Regions from separate parts of the Danio rerio genome. Here region 1 is linked to region 2. Evidence: chromatin contacts called from public HiCAR-type data. All regions are on one chromosome and are shown on one strand. The core of a region is the stretch at or near the end of the contact, and the rest is flanking DNA. Distances in the headings are between cores, read along the strand shown. Region 1 overlaps rhobtb4 (Rho related BTB domain containing 4). Region 2 overlaps mob1ba (MOB kinase activator 1Ba).

Region 1 (4,496 bases), core at 1,941-4,440, 530 kb before region 2:
ACTCAAATTGTTTAAATATTTTTAGACAACAAAAGTATGATTATTTTGTATTTCAGACTACAACATGCTGTCTGTGTGTGTCTGTGTGTGTGTGTGTGTGTGTGTGTGTGTGTGTGTGTGTGTGTGTGTGTGTGTGTGTGTGTGTGTGTGTGAGCGTCAAGCATCATCACCTGATGAAGACCATGTCGGTCGAAACGTAGTGCTTTTGTAATTTTGACAAATAAATTTTTTTTGAGAGCTAAAGTGGCAGTGTGCCGATTTACTTTGAATCTTTTGCTACTTATGTTTGTTTTTTGATCGTGCACCTGCCTTCAAGATTTTTCTAGATGTGCGCACATTTCTGTTTTTTGAGCGTCAAGCATTGTCATGACATGTTGAAGCTTCACAGCAGAGCTCTTTAATATTCATGACCTTTTTAAATATGGTCATAACTAATCATATAAAATTAGGGCCAATTCCTAGGGTTGAAAATAGTGAAGCACCGATATGGATTTTTTGGCTGATATCGATTACCGATACCTTTTACAATTTGGAGGCACATAACAATATATAGGCTGATAAATTTAATATTTCAAAATGTTCTACTTTTATACAGTAAAAAAAAAAATATTTTTAAAAAGGTCATTTAAACGGATCTTATATGAACTGAACAGTTTAATCAAAGCAAAAAAGGAATAATTAAAAAATGTCTAGGTGATTATATAGACCTAGTCACGATTTCACATAAATCAGTATGCCAAAAATATATTTTTTTCATCGCATAGCAAATTAACTTGCAACTTGACTGTTGCATAAAAAACAAAAACAAAATGGGATTCAATTGTCAAACAAGTTAAATTAATGTATTTTAAATGAAATGAACTAAGAACTGAAACCATCTCAACCCAGTAGACTTACTGAGTTATTAATGCACAGCAATAACACACAAAGATAGAATGGACTTTGAAGGAATTAACAATGTGAGGAAAGCTCCGTTATAATGCACTGGACAAGTCCGAACAAATTCGACTCACACAAGCGCAAGGCAGGCAGTTCTGTAAAATTACGTAGGCCCCGTTTACACTAATACGTTCTAGTTTTAAAATGGCGTTTCAGAATAAAAACGATCCGCTGGATTTCATCTCACTGTAGTTGTTAAATGTAATATTTAATAAATCTTGTCTCAATCTAATGGTCTTGTAAATCTTTAACTTGTTCTCAGTGAACGTGTTTTGGCTGAGCGCAAAGATAAGTTCATATATTAATTTATGTAACCATGTACAATAATTCTGCACATTTGACTGATTGCTTGTCTTTATTTACTATATTGTATAAACTTATTGCATGATATACTTTTATAATGGCTATTACTGATTATTAAAACTGATTTTCAGCAAATGAGACAGGGTATGTTTAATTTTTTGTAAAAAAATTATAAAAGGAGGCAGTAATGTCAAAGGCTCTGTTTTGTTATAAATACGCACACAGTGAATATGACGGTCACATAAATATGTAGCTACACGATGCCTCAACATTTTTAGTGCCTGTTAATTAATATCAAAATGAAAATAGGCAGTTCCTTATATCATATATAACAATTTTTTGTTAAGATAGTGAAGCAACGTAGCCAGGGTGATGTAAAAAGACAATAAAAAGTACACTGTTTTTACCCAACCTGTCCTCAGGGGTTTGTTTTCCATACCAAACTTGCGAAGTTTGAACTTACGAGGAAAGGATGCAAGACTGAACTTTGTGCACTTAATATTGAGAAAAGGCCCAAATATGGTAGCGAATGTCTGCAGCCACGCCTCCACTTTTAGATGTCTCCGTTTTCCCCCATTCACATTGACACAGAGCAGCAGCATTTCAAAACAAAATACGGCCTCTTTAGCATTTTCAAAACTATCCCGTTTTCAGGGCTTGAAAACTCCGGGGTTGTGTGGACGGAAGGCGTAACCGTAGCAAAACTAGTGTTTTAAAACTAAAATGTATTATTGTAAACAGGGCAGTAATCAATCAATCGCTTAAAGATATCCGCCTAATTTTGATATCAGACTGATAACAATAACATTAAAAATAGCATGTATCAGCCGATATAGATATGGTCACCAATATATGGTGCTTGTCTAGTTAAAAATTTACGTACAACCACTTTTAAAAAATTGCACTCACCTAAATTCTATTTAGATATACTCCAAACTCTATTTAGATATCAGAGAAAATGTAATATTGTCTCAATGCATTATGCACCTTTGAAATATCTGGAATATTGTGCACATTCTAAACCGACTAAATATACTTTTATTGTACTTTCTTGTCCTTTAAGAGCTTGATCGCTTAATTCGTTCCCATTATATAGACGGGTTGCACAGATCATATAAAAACAATGTCCTTTTGTGATGTACCAAAGAAAGAAACTTAAATCAACACTTGAAAGTTTTAGATGAACTGCCCTTTAACAACACTTGGTCGGGATGTCTACCGTTTCCTTTTATGACACACATAAACACAACAAACAAATGTGTAGAATAACAGCAATGATACCAGAGACATGGACGTCTCATGAAGCTTTTAGCAGAGTCAGTTGAGTGAGTCAGTGTTTTGTCATGGCGAATGAGACGAGCAGTGTGCCACACTAGCGCTTGTTTTAGTGACAGGCAGTGATAGAAACAGTGGGAGGTGAGGTCTGAGAATGAGCGAGAGAGAGAGAGAGGGAAAGAAAGAGAGATGAGACGCGTGGCAGACGCCCACTCCATTCACAAACACTGTTCAGCCCACACAACACTTCGTCTACTTGCATCCCGTTCTGCCAACCACTGTGTGTATATGTGTATGTGTGTGTGTGTGTGTGTGTGTGTGTGTGTGTATGTGTGTGTGTGTGTGTGTGTGTGAATATGTAGGTAGAGAGAAGAATATCACAGCATGTGGACCAACTACAACCCACAAGCAAATATGCCAGTTAATGAACAATAAACTGTTTTGATAGGCTGTAAAAAACTCGGTAGTGCTTTATCAAGCTACTTTACTGTGGCAAAACTGAATGAGGAATTAAACTGAATTTTTTAATGATTTCTTCATGAGCTAGATCTTAATCAAGATTATTCCTCAGTAAATTGACCATGCTTTCCTTTGCTGTGCATCTGTCTTTAAAGATAGTCAGGAACTTGCTCACCCCTCCTGCACTGTGTATGTGTGTGTCTGAGTGTTACGTAACAGCTCCAGTGGCAAAAGGCTGCTCTGTCTGCCGTCACATAACCAGAATCCACAACTAACCTGCGCTCTTAGAGAGAACCTGCAAAGCTCGCTCATAAAACTCTCAAGAAAACAGATCTTCCCTTTAAACAAATGCTAGAACAAGTTTATTCAACCAAATAAGCACACTGGATGTTAACCCCTTCCTTTCACAGTTACCTAATTTCTTTAGCATCTATCAATGCATCATGGCAAGCGTTTCACCTTGTGCGTGTTTGGATGGCTGTTTAAAACGGCATATTTTTAAGTGATTATGAAGAGGATGTGTAAAGACAGGCTGTGCTATGAGCGCAGACTACTTATGTAACATGGTGGTCTCCCGCCAGCTAGTAAACAGGTTAAAGTGGAGCATCATTTTGCAGCACACCAAATTTGATGGAGTTTCCAAATATCCAGATGCTTCGGAAAAACATGTCAGGTAGTCGTCTAGTAAATACAGAGGTAACTAATGTACTACCGCAGCACAGCCCCTCTGAGACGTTTTACACCACATGCCTTTAAACTGCAAGGAGTCAATGTTTCTTAGTGGATCAATGACATTTTATAGCCGAGCCGTGAAGTCGTTCAGAGTGCTGAGTCCTTCAGATCAGACAATGAGCAACATCTTTTGCTTTAATGCCATCGGTCAATGGGCAACAGTGAAGGAATTAACCACTAAAACACTGGGAGATTGACTGTGTCAGTGTGTACTAGCTGTTTCAGTGAGATAATATGGACATTTGCTGTGGCTGGCTATAGAAAGTGCCTGCTTAAGTAACATTTATTGCATCAATGTTTTTGCATGTTACAATATATCCAACCAAGTGATAATGAAAAGCTTGTTAAAATGTAAAATGCAATTGTTCAAATAAACATAAAATATTTTTAATATTTTATGTTTTCTGTCAAGAACTTTCTGTCAAGTGTTATTAGATAATAACAGAATTATAATAAGTAGGGAAACATATTTTAATATGAACAAAATAATCCAAATAACAAAATTTGAACTCACTCTCTTTCCTTCAGATTAGTCTCTGCTTTTTTACCAGAGGTCACCATGGTAAAATGATCTGTCTACATTTGAACTCAAAATAATAAAAATTATCTGTTTCTATCACTTATTTATACATATGATCAAAACTGCAACACCATGTATAATGATAAAACTGAAAGATTACCTGTTCTGATATTGACCAAACACTTAAACTTACTAAAATATAGCATGTAAAAAATAACTTGCATTATCATAATGGTTTTAATCACTGACCTCTATATATTAAATATAG
Region 2 (4,477 bases), core at 1,032-3,531:
AGGTGACAACATGAGATTGTAGTGCATGAAAAGGGTAGTTCAGCCAAAAAAGTCAATTCTGTCATCATTTACTCATCCTTCACTTGAGTTGATTCAAACCTGTTTGAGTTTCTTTCACTTAAAATATATTTTGAAGAATGCTGGAAACCTGTAACCATTGGCTTACAGGCTATTTGTTTTTCTACTTCTTCCTATTATGGAAGTAAATGGTTAAAGGTATTCAGCTTTCTTTAAAATATCCTCTTTTGTGTTAAAAAAAGGAAGTCAAACAGTTTTATGACAGCTTAAGGTTGAGTAAATATTGAGTAAAGTTTCATGGTAAACCAGCCCTTCAACAAACTGAATGACTACTGTAATTACATAAAACTTCTGTACATTCTCAGAAATAAAGGTATGAAAGGCAGAAAGAGCAGCTTACAGTTCACAATGCTGAAAGAAAATTCTAAATATTGAATCTGGGTCAGAGGTTTTATTATGTCAAAAGAATTCTGAAACTTCTTTCTAAACACATTATAAATGTACTGCTAAAATACATTACAAAAACTCTTAAGTATGTAGAGAACTATACTGCACTAGAAAAATCAAGCATTGCCCAGGCCATAACACAATAACTACTGCATATTACAGTCAGTGGTCCAGTTCAGTCTTAAGATATTATCACAATTCATTACTACAGTCTACATTTTTCTAGCTATCTGACAATTGAGTGATGGCTGGTTTCCCAGAAGTGAGTGTGGTTTCAGTGCCATTAGCAGACATGGCCCTAGTGTTTGAAAGTAAAGTGTCCAGCTTATTTTTCGAAGATTTTGACAACTTATTTTAGATACTTGGCCTTTTTTAGCATTTAAATTTAGCTGGGTGGTCAATAAAACTTTTATGTTATGTGACAAAAACACAAGTTTTAATACTGCTTCACACAGAAAGAATCTAAAAGGGGAAGCCACTGTCTTCAGAAAAGTTCAAATAGTATTTTCTTTTCAAAAGATATCTGAATACATTTAAAATACCAGCAAAGCTGCTTTACTCACAGAACTAAACAAGCGCCACCTGCTGGAAAAGAGTAAATCTGCATTTGTCTACTGTTTTAGTTTTGTACAGGTAGAATAATTTCACTCCCAAACCTGTTGTAGTTGTATCATTATCTTTTTACTTCACACTTTAAAATAAATAAGCACCTTGTTCATTTGAAAACTGTATATATTTTTTTCTTGAATAAATCTGAATAAGCCAATCAGAATATGCAGTTATACATTCACAGAATGAGCCATATTACAGATGCATCAATATATTGTTTGAGCATTGATATCCCAATGTGTGTAACTGCAAGAGTCACATTGCAGGATCAGATTATTTATTTAATATTAAAAGATGAAGATATTATTATTTAAATAATTTACACAATGACAACCTCATCATATGTTTGCTTGTTCAATTTCTATACTTGAAGACTATTAAACTCTAAAGAAAACAAATGTTTCATTTACATATGCTTGTAATTCAATATAATTTAAGCAAACTCACTGCATAGAAAAAGACTTGATCAATCCAGTTTATCTAAATTAATGAAATCTTTAAAATAGAGCTATGCAATTCATCAGGTGAAATTATATTCTCATCGCAATACAAATCACCCAAAAATAATGTATTGCAATGTCAGATTTTAAAGCCATATAAAATAATGAAAGTGATAAGTAATATAAATTCAAAAAGCAAGTGCTGATTTGTTTATGTTTTGTACATTTAAAGTCAAAGTTTTGGTTTCTTTTTTCGATTGACATATATAGCGTGCACAGGCTAGTTTGCAGTCGGCTGTGATGTGGCTATGTGATAGGTTCAAGGTAAGCACACCTATTGCTGGACTAGACAAAACTAGTTTTTTGATGTCTGTGTGGTGTGTCACAGTCGTTAAGCACCACATTCATCTTGTGATAAGCTAAACCGCCCAGCCAAACACAGACTCACGTTTTAGTGACAAAGCACACACACACCTGAACGAAGAAGATAAAGTGCTTGAATGAGGTGTTGAGGTGTGCCTCTTCCTGCAGCTGGATAACTGACTCAAAGTGCTGGTGGTATATGTGAGCATAAACACGGAAGAGTCTCTTCAAAATGGTCTTGGCCACCGACATGAAGTTCTTTGGGAAAGGGACACCTATAAATAATCGCACAAAATACAACATTAAAATCTGTTTTAGAATCCAAGCAGATGAAAAGTGTGGAAACAGTGACCACAAGGGAACTGATACTGTAGATGTGGCAGCTATGTTTTTTGAAATGGCACCACCATGTGGACAATTCACTCCCTAATCAAGGTGAGCTTTATAAAGAAAATGAATAGCAAATTTCTCAATGTTGAACAACAAATTTAAGGAGCAGCACACCTATTTTTGATGGGAAAAGTGTCTCGTCATCAAGCTGATCCTGGACCCAAGTCATCAGGTAATCAATGTACTTTGGAGCTGAACATTTAATTGGCTTTTTTATGTTTGTTCCATCAGCCCAGTGATATTCATATCTGCATGAAAAAGAGAAACAAGTGAGAATAGCAGAAGGATGGATGGATGTTTTACATTTAATCAGCAATGCATGAGGTTGGCCTGTTTTTTGTGTGATTTTGAGCTATTGCGGCTAAACAAAACTTGATACTTCCCTCAAAAACACCTTACCTCAAAACAAATTACCTCAAAAATGTTACACTTTGAAAAGTGGTGTACTACTTAAAATGATTGTTGCTAATACTCACTTAGGTCCAGCAGACATTAATGGGCAGCTTTCCTCAGTGCAGAAGTCTGTGATGGTCCCATACAGCATGTTGATCTGGTTAAAGAAGTCCACAGCTACAAGCAATGAAACATTATTATAGCACAACCCGATCCAAACATCTTTAATCATTTAAAGACTCAGAGAAATAAAATTTACTGCTTGCAAACAATAGGAAAAATATCTGCCCCATGCATTTCCAATAAAACCTCAAGGGATTTGGAAAACTGTGTTGTAATTATATAGCAGAAGTTGGGTACACCCAATATTTCATGAGCTGCGGCAATTAGATGAAACCCTAAACCATAGCAACATCAGAGCTGCCAGAGTGTTTTCAGCCCTCTGTCCCTGAGGCCAATTATCTAAGAAAGACCCACTGTCTCTACTGATAAATAGAGAGGAATGCCAGAGGCCGATGATCAAACTAAGCAAATGCCTTGGAAATGTTGCAAACCAAACAAATATAAAAAAACATGCATGCATGCATACATACATACATACATACATACATACATACATACATACATACATACATACATACATACATACATACATACATACATACATACATCTTTTAGTTTAGTAATTACACTATACATTATAATGATTTCTGTTCCCCCTTGTTAAATTTTAGTTTTTAATACTGTAGACCTACTGACAATTAGCTACAGAGAACAAATATAAAAAAAAAACCAATATGATCGTTGGAATTTTTCAAGTATATGGCAATATACACACGCACAAGGATGCAGACAAGTTTATTTTCCCCAGATTAAAGACACATGCTTACTATTGACTGCCACCCATTCATTAAGGTCCTCTCCATCGGGCAGCATGACGGCCATGCGCAGGTTTCCGCTGCCCAGCGTGGCCTCTGCATGTTTCAGCAGCTCGTACTGGTGTGAGCCCTCTGGAATGTTCTTCTTCGGCTTGAACGTCTTTGACGAGCGGCTTCCACTGTGAACGACAGGAGAGTACTTTAAGTTTGCAGGCTTTGATGAATGCTGTTAACAAACACTGAAACAAAAATGAGTTCTCTGCCACACAATGCTGGGTAACTGATTACATGTAATCTTAATTAAGTAATCAGACTTGAAATGAAAAGAACAAAAGATGTAATTGGATAATATGACCTTTTAAAATTGTTCTAAAGTTTCTAAGGATATTACTGATTTTATGAATTGTATGATTACATGATTAAACTAATTATTCACCCTAATTGTTGTTTCAAACCTAGAACATAATGGCTGTGTAATCATGTCAGTGCACTACCATATAAAATAATTAATCTTTTCTGAAAAAATTGATTTCTGAAAGTTGATTTCAGATAGAGCCAGGCTAAGAGGTCTGCAGTTTGCATGTAAAAGAACATAATACTCCCTTTTCACCTTACAGATAATAGTAAAACAATATTTAAACAGTAGTTGATCTGCAATTATTTTATAAGAATATACTTTTAAATAATTTGAACAAAAAGTATGCACTTTGTGTCATCTTGGTCTCTCACTAAACATCTTTCTTAAAAGGACAAGAGAAAACATGAATTCTTAAGCCTGTCTGGATATCTGCTGTCTGCATTGCAACACATTTGCATGTTCTCTGATGTCAGTGGATTGTTTTCATCTTGCTTTTTTATTACTCATTCACCAGCTTACAACCACCACTGTGGTTCTTTATTATAACTAACCACTTTTTTCAGTTTTCAAGTAATCGAAAC

What was found. HiCAR-type assays count read pairs that join an accessible place to other places.
Region 1: a contact with region 2 is called in a HiCAR-type map of caudal fin, with 7 times the contacts expected there. The contact joins two enhancer-like sites. A contact is called at or near these places in 2 of 4 datasets of contacts at active chromatin or transcription factors (caudal fin and gastrula embryo).

Annotation. Positions count from the first base shown.
Region 1 is chr5:44,299,430-44,303,925 of GRCz12tu, reverse strand. The region is part of intron 1 of rhobtb4 (Rho related BTB domain containing 4); the gene reads right to left. Among named protein-coding and RNA genes, the nearest start is that of rhobtb4, 37 kb to the right of the region's middle. Within about 2 kb of position 3,190, at least 23 of the 62 cell types and tissues checked have an H3K27ac peak or open chromatin away from gene starts, as enhancers often do. A contact at or near this core is called in caudal fin, where this site is marked.
Region 2 is chr5:43,773,320-43,777,796 of GRCz12tu, reverse strand. It overlaps mob1ba (MOB kinase activator 1Ba), which reads right to left. Exons shown (of 6, transcript NM_200200.1): 2 at 3,551-3,717; 3 at 2,744-2,837; 4 at 2,382-2,515; 5 at 1,989-2,152. Among named protein-coding and RNA genes, the nearest start is that of mob1ba, 7.1 kb to the right of the region's middle. Within about 2 kb of position 2,281, at least 8 of the 62 cell types and tissues checked have an H3K27ac peak or open chromatin away from gene starts, as enhancers often do. A contact at or near this core is called in caudal fin, where this site is marked.